Linked DNA regions of Bos taurus: region 2 is linked to region 1. The links are chromatin contacts, called in public Hi-C maps. All regions are on one chromosome and are shown on one strand. The core of a region is the stretch at or near the end of the contact, and the rest is flanking DNA. Distances in the headings are between cores, read along the strand shown.

Region 1 (4,308 bases), core at 1,083-3,582:
ATTCCGCTACATCTTTGTTGGGTTAGGTGTTACTGCCATTGTAGTTGAGGCTACTTGTTCATTAAGTGCCAGCTGTAGCGAAGCAGGAGGGAAGGGCGCAGGGCACAACCTTTAAAAGAATGACAATAGCTAAGAGTTCCCTGGTGGCCCAGAGGTTAGGATTCCAAGCTTTCACTGCTGTGGCCTGGGTTCAATCCCTGGTCAGAGTAATGAGATGCTGCAAGCCACATGTCACAGCCAAAAAACAAACAAACAAATAAAAAGAATGACATAACCATTGAGGATAAGACATAAACTGGTTAGAACCAAGTAGGTCCAAGATGGCAGAAGATTCACCTTCCAGTAGACCTGGAGCTTCATTATATGTTCATTGTAGTATATTAGCATATGCTAAATGACACCCCTACAGGCACCATGACAGTTCTGAGCTCAACCATAAAAGACCAGAAAGTGGGTGGTGGCCCAGTTCCTGGAAATTCCATCCCTTTCCTGAAATAGTTGGAGTAATCCTCCCACTCATTAGTCTATGAGATTACTCAGCCCATAAAAACTAATCACCTCGTATTTCAGGGCCTCTCATCTTATGAGTGGACACACACTCTGTCTTTGGAGGCTGTTCCTCCCAGGTTCGCACTTGCCTTTTGAGACAAGGCATTCTTGTTTATGGGATGTGTATCTCATTCTGTTTATGGGATGTGTATTTCTCTAAATAAATCCACTGCTTACCTATCACTTTGCTTCTTGCTGAAATCTTTCTGTGCTGAGACATAAAGAACCTGAGCTTCAGTAAGTCCTGACACGAGGTGAGCAATTTTAACTGAAAGACAGTGGGTTCAAGTCTCACCTCATGGGTTCAAGTCCCAGTCAGAGTTTTGGCTGGGTTCAAATCCCATCTGAGTTATGTGATCTGAAGCTTTGTTGCTTGATCCTTGGCCTCAGAATTCTTTCCACTCTCCCCTAGCTATCAGATGATAGCTTGATTCATTAAAGGATAGGTAGCTTTTCAATAACTGGAATGAGAGAGCAGGAAAAAGTACCCTAGGCCAGGAGAGGTTTGGAGGGGTGGCATACAGCTTTGTAAGCAGATAGGGTGGGGGGGTCCCTAGAAAAAGATGTAAGAAAAGCCATTTTTGGCTTAAGCCATTGTTTGATCTAAGCCTGACCACAATGCTTGTCCTTGAACAGGTCTCAGTAATTAATTATCTTGAGAGAAGTGAGGGAATGAAGGAACAAAAGAAATACGTTTTCATGTTCCTTGCAGTCAAAAACCAGTTTTTCCTTAAAAATATATATGTAACAATCTGATATATGTCTTTGAGTTCTGCAAGAACTAATGTTCCCCACTCACGTGGAAGATGGAATGATGATGTCGACCCTCCTGACTTCAATCAACTAAAGCTTGGGCCCTGTAAACCTCTGCCCCAATCCAATGCTGAATTCTCCTCTGCGCAAGCGCCTTCATGAATGAATATGCATGCACCCTTAGGCTTCTGTGGTAGGTCAGAATCTGCCTACAGTGCATGACACCTGAGCTTGATCCCTGGGTCAGGAAGATCCCCTGGAGGAGGGGACAGCAATTCACTTCAGTATTCTTGCCTGGAGAATTCCATGGATGGAGTGGCCTGGTGGGCTACGATCAACGGGGTCTCAAAGAGCTGGACACCATCGAGCGACTAATACTTAGCTTAAAGCGTCCCCAGTTTTGCTGTTTGGAGACACTGCTTTGGGGAAGATCGCTTGTGCTGTCCTTACTTGCTGCAAGTAATATGTCCTTGGAACTTTGGTTAGTTGGATCTTCAGGCTTGACACCAACCACAAGGCAAACTCAGTTTTTGAGCAACAGCTCGATCAAAAGGCGAGCACAGGATACAGACAGATAGCAAATACTGAGAACAGCAATGGATGATGGAGCTGTCAGCTTGACCTCTTTATGTTATCTTCTGAGTCAGAATCCTCATACAGCTCCAGGTTTTATCTCTAGCTCTGGATAGCTCCACCTCTGCCCTTTACACTGTAGCACTTCCCCCGACCCTCCGTTTCCCTCCGTCAATCAAACCCAACAGAAAGCCCCCCAAAGCTCCCATTGGCTCCTCCAGCCTTTCCGACCCGCCTCCTCCTGCCAGAAGCCCCGCCCCCTGTGCTACGCTCCGGCTCCGGTTTCCGTTCCTCCCGCTCAGCAGGCGTAGGTCGCTAAATCCAGACGCACAGCGACAAGGCAGTCGAGCAGCCGGAAGCGGCTTCTCTTTCCCGGAACCCCACTGCCTTGTGGGACAGCGGCTGGTTCCTCCCTCCTGGGCAAGCTTTTTCGTATTCCTCTGCCTACCTCAGCCCCGTCGGGTACGGAAGCTGAGAAGGTGTATGGGCAACCATGGCGGCCCATCTGAAGAAGCGGGTTTATGAGGAGTTCACTAAGGTGGTTCAGGTAAGCTCTGGAAGGAAAGGTCTCAGGACTGGTCTGGGAAAGGGGAAGGTTATCCACGCCCAGACACTTTGCCAGAACTGGCGCCACAAAGCTGGGTAGGGTGCCAGTGCTGCCAGTGCTTTGGTAGGCTGCCTCTCTGACTACACGTTAGTGGGCGTGTTCATTGGCCGCTGCTGTTGTCAGTATTAACATGTGAAGTCTGACAATAAAAAAAACTATTAGAAGAAGCAAACAGCAACTTACAATTTACGAAAGTATCTTATCTGTTATCTCATTTTATTCATGTTACATTCAGTTCAGCAGCTCAGTCGTGTCCGACTCTTTGCGACCCCATGGACTGCAGCACGCCAGGCCTCCCTGTCCATCACCAACTCCCGGAGTTTACTCAAACTCATGTCCATCGAGTGGGTGATGCCGTCCAACCATCTCATCCTCTGTCGTCCTCTTCTCCTCCCGCCTTTAATCTTTCCCAGCATCAGGGTTTTTTTTTTTTTTCCCCAATGAGTCAGTTCTTCGCATCAGGTGGCCAAAGTATTGGAGTTTCAGCTTCAGCATCAGTCCTTCCAATGAATATTCGGGACTGATTTCCTTTAGGTTTGACTGGTTTAATCTCCTTGCTGTCCAAGGGACTTCCGAGAGGCTTCCCCAAACACCACATTTCATTAGCATCCTCGTTTTACAAATGAGGACTTTGAGACTTCTGGTGGGGTATTGACAAATTTCCTCCCAACTCCCATTAGCAAAAAAGTGCCCAAAGCCAAATTGGCTGTATGCAGAGCTCTAAGGGTTTGGAAGAGGCATCTATAGGAATCCTCAAGATCCAGTCACAGCAGGCGAGGGTCACAGGCTTCATAGGGGTTGAAGTTTTCGTTCGTAGAACAGCTCACTTATAAAGGAGGGCAGTACCATGCTTCCTCCTTTGGAGTTGTTTCAGGACTGAGGGGCCCAAACCGTGTCAACAGTCAGTGATTCTCTATGTATTTCCTCAGAGAGATCGCTAAAGTAGAGGTTGATCCCAAGTCATACGTTGTGTCCTGCTTCTCTGACTTTGTGTATCCAAATCACCTGGGCTCTGTTAAAATGTAGATTCTACTTAGTAAGTGAGTTTTCTGGGGGAGGCAAGGCAATAATCTGCATTTCTGAAGAGCCCCTGGTTAATGTCAGCCAATAGCAGGTTTCCATCCATAGACTTGTGGCCTAGCAAGATTTAGACCATGCAGCAGGACGCTGATCCTTAAATATGTCATTTATTCCTTCAACAAGAGTTTATTGAATAAAGTAGTGGTTATTATGTATCAATATTGGGTATGGTGAAAGGTGCTGAGCTATAAAATCCAAAACACATTAGGGTTTCTGTCCTTTCGGAACTCACAGGCGAGCGAGAGATGTGGAGCATCATATCTGAGATTATAGTACAGAGAGGTAATTGCATCGACAAACCAAGTCTTCCTTACTCTTTTACAACTACTTCTTTTTCTGAAAACTAGCCAAACTCTCTTGCCCTTTGTGATTTAACAGTATTCCTTCATTGCCTTTTTCGTTTTTTTGTGTATGTGACATATTTCCGTTGTGTGTAGGGAAGTTAGTTGGCTTCTTGTTCTTGTTTTTTTTTTTTTTCTGAAAATAACTTTGATACTCACCTTGTCAGTCTTGTTGCTCCTTTTTATGTGAAATTCTTTTTCTTGAACTTTTAGAATGAGTCAAGATTCAGGAAAGCTTTACAGCGCTCCCTCTTCCGTGGCTTGCTTTTTGGGATTTCCTAGCTCTGGATTCCTTTGCCCCCATTTAAAAAACAAATTGTGCCAAATAAACATAACAGGATTTATCATTTTAACCATTTTTTAAGTGTGGAGTTCAATGACATTAAGTCCATTCACTTTGTTGGG
Region 2 (4,308 bases), core at 1,091-3,590, 150 kb after region 1:
TTTTAGTTTTTGTTTTTTTTTAATTGAGGTATAGTTGATGTATAGTTTTAAATGTTTCAGGTACACAGCACAGTGATTCACAATTTTTAACAGTTATACTACATTTAAATTCACTATAAATTACTGGCTGTATTCCCTGTGTTGTACAATATTTGTTTTAGTTTAGTTGTTTCATTATGGTGTTGCTTATAACATTTTACCACATATTAAATTAAAACTTCTCTTTTGCTAGTATAATTCATCACCAAGAAATATTCTTAAAATGAGACTTTTCTTTTTTTAAAAACTTTTTTATTGTGGCAAAATATATATACCATAAAACTTAACCATTTTAGCCATTTTTAGGCACATAGTTCAATGGCATGAAGTACAATCACATTGTTGTGTAGACTTTATTTAATCAGTACTTCTTAAACTGGAATTCTCAAGAGTATTTGTAAATTTTAAAAGAACATTTTTTTCCTTTAAAAAGGGTTTATATATTATTCAGGATTAAGAATCAGTATTCTAGTTAATAAATTCCTCTTACAATATAGAATATTTTTCTCTTGATAAATGAGAATTCTTTCCTTGGTTAATAGTCTGACATAGAACATTATGGTTTTTCCCTTTTTTACCTAGAAATGTGGAACAAAATTTAATTTTTAAGATGGTAATCATTTTCTCTGTTCCCAATATAATTATTTGCCTATATATTTCTTTTGTTGTTCAGTTGCTCAGTCATGTCTGACTCTTTGTGACCCCCATGACTACATCAGGCCAGGCCTCCCTGTCCTTCACTATCTCCTGGAATGTGCTCAAACTCATGTCCATTGAGTTATGCCATATATTTATTTTCTTTTAATTATAAATTGTCCTGTGATTTATATTATATTTTGAAATTATTTTATTAAGTAGATACTATATAAATTTTAAATGCACACTGAAATTTTTGGCTCAAAGTAGTAAACTATCAATTACAAACAATTGAATACAATCTAAATTTTAGGGATTTTCTTCAATAGTAGCAACTAATTTTTAAAGTATTTACAATGTGCCAGGGGCTTCCCTGGTAGCTCAGTTGGTAAAGAACCTGTCTGCAATGCAGGAGACCCCGGTTGGATCCCTGGGTTGGAAGATCCCCTGGAGAAGGACATGGCTACCCACTCCAGTATTCTGGCCTTGAGAATTCCCTCGACTGTATAGTCCATGGGGTCGCAAAGAGTCGGACACGACTGAGCAACTTTTACTCACAATGTGCCAGGGCATTGTGCTAATCAATTTATTGTGAATTATACAGTAAAATCTTATGATGTAGGTACTATCATCACCGCCCCCCCACCTTCAGACTTTCAAAGAAATGAAAAAGTCTTCCCAATGTCGTGAAGCGGTTTTCTTAGGACTCAAGTCTTGCTGAACTCCAAGTCCAGACTCTTAACCATAATAATGCACATTATATCCCAAGCTACATATTCTGCTTTGCATTACTGATGGTTTTTCTGAGATTCTTTGTGGGAGAGTGCTCACTACTTCTCCCAACGAAGCAGAACTCTGTCTTCTAACAAACTTTTGCCCTTGCAACAAATTTCCTACCAGGTGTGCGCTCAGGGCAGTCCTAGTCCACCCTCGATCTTGGTTCCGCTACAGAGATTGGTCCCTAAGATCTCAGTCCTTAACAGGGCCCCTCGCCCTCCCACCCTGGCAAACTCAGGAGGGCCCAATCCTCTCAAACTTTGCTCCCTGAGAAGAGCCTGGTCCCTTCAAACCCCGGATTTCCTAACACGGCCCCAACTCCTCAGACTGGAGATCTCGGCAGAGTTTCGTTCCATCAGGCCCTCGTCCCCCAGTTCTCAGACACTGCTTTCAAGCAGGTGCAGTACTTGTACCTCAGCAAACTTCACAGAGACTCCTTCATTACAAAGGATCCATCCCAATCCCCAACTCAGGGCACCTCTCTACTTTTCCCCTCTCCAATTTTTCCTCAGAATAGCTTTTTTTTTTTTTCTATTCTGCTCTTTTTCTCCTTCTTATTCACTCTCCTCAACTTCCCTGACCATCTATCTGGTGGCCAGTTTCAGTTCCAGGAGTGACCCCCCCCCAAACTTACCCGACACCTTCCGAGGAGCGGAGATCTCAAACCGCTCCGTGCTTTACCTCTCACCTTTGCTCAGGCGATCTCCGCTAGACGCTCTCCCCCCTGACTCGCCCCGCCCGGAAAAGAATGTTTCGGCCAGTCTTCAAGCGAAGCCCCGCCCCCTTCAAGTCTATTGGTCTTTGCCCCCAAAAGTCCCGCCTCCCGAGCTTCCAGCCCCGCCTCCCTGCTCCGCAGCCCTTGTTTTCATTCCCCCTGTCACACGAGGCAGTGGCAAGCCCGAAGTGGGAGGAGCGGGAAGAGGGCGGAAAGTGAAAGGCACGGAGCGCCTCTCTTTCCTCCGTCTGACTGGGTTCTCGACTGCTCTGAGACGCCGTTGTATTGTGGGATCGCGGCGCCGTGCCTGAGACGCCCGGATCCGCAGGGGCGCCCACTTGCTAGCGCCTCCTGTCGTCTGTAAGGTTGCCCTGCTGTTCCTCGGCACCCCAACTCCCCTCACCACCCCCATCGCCTCCTCCTCCTCCATCCTCCAGTTCAAAATGGCGGCGGCGGCGGCAGCGGCGGCGGCGATGGCTCCTCCGGGCTGCCCGGGTTCGTGTCCCAACTTCGCCGTAGTCTGCTCTTTCTTGGAGCGCTACGGGCCGCTGCTCGACCTGCCTGAGTTGCCGTTCCCGGAGCTCGAGCGGGTGCTGCAAGCTCCGCCGCCGGACGTCGGCAACGGAGAAGGTAAGCGAGGGGGCCCGAACGCCCGGCGGGAAGCGGCCCTGGCTTGCTCCTTCTCTCTGCTCCCCACAGACACCCCGGGCCTCCGCGGCTCTGTCCTCCCGCTGAGGCGCAGTTCCGCGCGGCCCGTCTCCTCCGCCCAGCCCCCGGGGGTCTCGGGCAGTGGGGAGGCGGGGCGGAGGCCCCGTAGGGCCAACTCCGCCCGGCGCCCGGCAGAGGTGGGGGCGTCGTGGTCTAGGTCTGGGCGCGGGGGATGAGGGGGGGTCATTGTGCTGATCGGCCGCACCGGGGGCTGCTACCCCGCGGTGGGGGCCAGGTCCCTTACCCCTTCTCGTTCTCGTTGGCGGAGGAAGGGGAGCGCAGGTTCCGGCCAGCTTTGCGCTTTTCTCCTCTACCCCTCCCTCGCTCCCTCCCCTCCTCCCACCATCCTCCCTACTATCTCGGGGGAGGCTGGGCTCGTCTTCTCCGGGCGCCCCTTTCTCTCCCTCCACCTGGGTGGGCGGGGGCCAGAGGACACTTCATCTCTCCCTCCCTCTAGTGGGAACTCCCCCGAGAGAGAGTCGGCTCCGGTCTCCTTTCCCTTCCCCTCCAGGGTCGGTTTAACCCCCAAAACTCCTTCTTCGGGAGTCGGGAGGTTTGCTGCTCCTTCATAGGAAGGGGGTCCTCTTCCATTCTCACTTTGGGGGGTGGGTGGTGGTGAAGTCGGTTTTGCTTCTCCGCTTTGGTGGGCAGAGGGTTAATTTCTCCTCCCCCATAGTTTTTCTCCTCCTCCCTGCTCCCCCCCTCCCCCAAATAATAGAAAAGCATCTCTCCACTTTTCCAGTCCCTTCCCCCTTCATCCTGGCAGTAAGGCTTAGGGGAAGAAGTCGCCCTCCCATTTGAAGGGTAGGGTGGGGTGTTTAGTATGTAGGATGGAGGAGGGGCTCAGACGGAGGGGGAAACAGTTGAAGAAGGTGCTTGTTGCTCATGTTTCTCTCTCTGGTGCCGCCGGTCTATTATTGGTGTTCGCAAGTGGTGCTCCTTCCACATAAGGCCACCGCGCGGGTGCAGGGCGCATGCTCTGCCCGGCCCCATTGAAACTTCCTGCTGCTGCTTGCTGCTGGTGGTTCTTTTCGCTGGAGCATCTCCGCGCCGCGCCTGCTGCCTCCAGCCCTCACTGAGCGCGTACACTCAGTCCCTGTTTATTCCCGATCTTTCCTCTCTTTTTCAGAGAAAGGTTTTTTGTTGTTATGGTACTCTGAGCATTGCCTTTATCTGGGAACAGCCCTTGGCTGAAGAAGAAACGTTGTCCAAATAGGTCCTTTTTTCCCCTTTTTGTCCGTACTAGGTGGCCACAGTGTGGACTAGGTATTGTGCGAAACAGATAGCTATTTCCTTTTCAAGAAATCAGGGTGTTTTCAATTCTCCATGGGAATGAAGTTTCTGTTAGTAGAATATATGTACATTGCTAGAAAGAGCCCAAGTGTGAAGTTGTCCAAAATATAACCTAGAGAGTAAATTATGTTATGGCTACC

Evidence for each region. A called contact is a pair of places that touch in the nucleus more often than the background predicts.
Region 2: a Hi-C map of skeletal muscle shows a contact between it and region 1, with 8 times the contacts expected there. The contact joins the promoter of RSF1 here to the promoter of INTS4 in region 1. A contact is called at or near these places in 2 of 11 Hi-C or Micro-C datasets (skeletal muscle and an unstated tissue).

The regions. Positions count from the first base shown.
Region 1 is chr29:18,038,862-18,043,169 of ARS-UCD2.0, forward strand. INTS4 (integrator complex subunit 4) reads left to right here and starts at 2,333. Exons shown (of 23, transcript NM_001110065.2): 1 at 2,333-2,422. The coding sequence starts at 2,369.
Region 2 is chr29:18,186,321-18,190,628 of ARS-UCD2.0, forward strand. It overlaps RSF1 (remodeling and spacing factor 1), which reads left to right and starts at 2,341. Exons shown (of 18, transcript XM_010820856.4): 1 at 2,341-2,797. The coding sequence starts at 2,611. It overlaps AAMDC (adipogenesis associated Mth938 domain containing), which reads right to left and starts at 2,144. Exons shown (of 4, transcript NM_001037473.2): 1 at 2,087-2,144.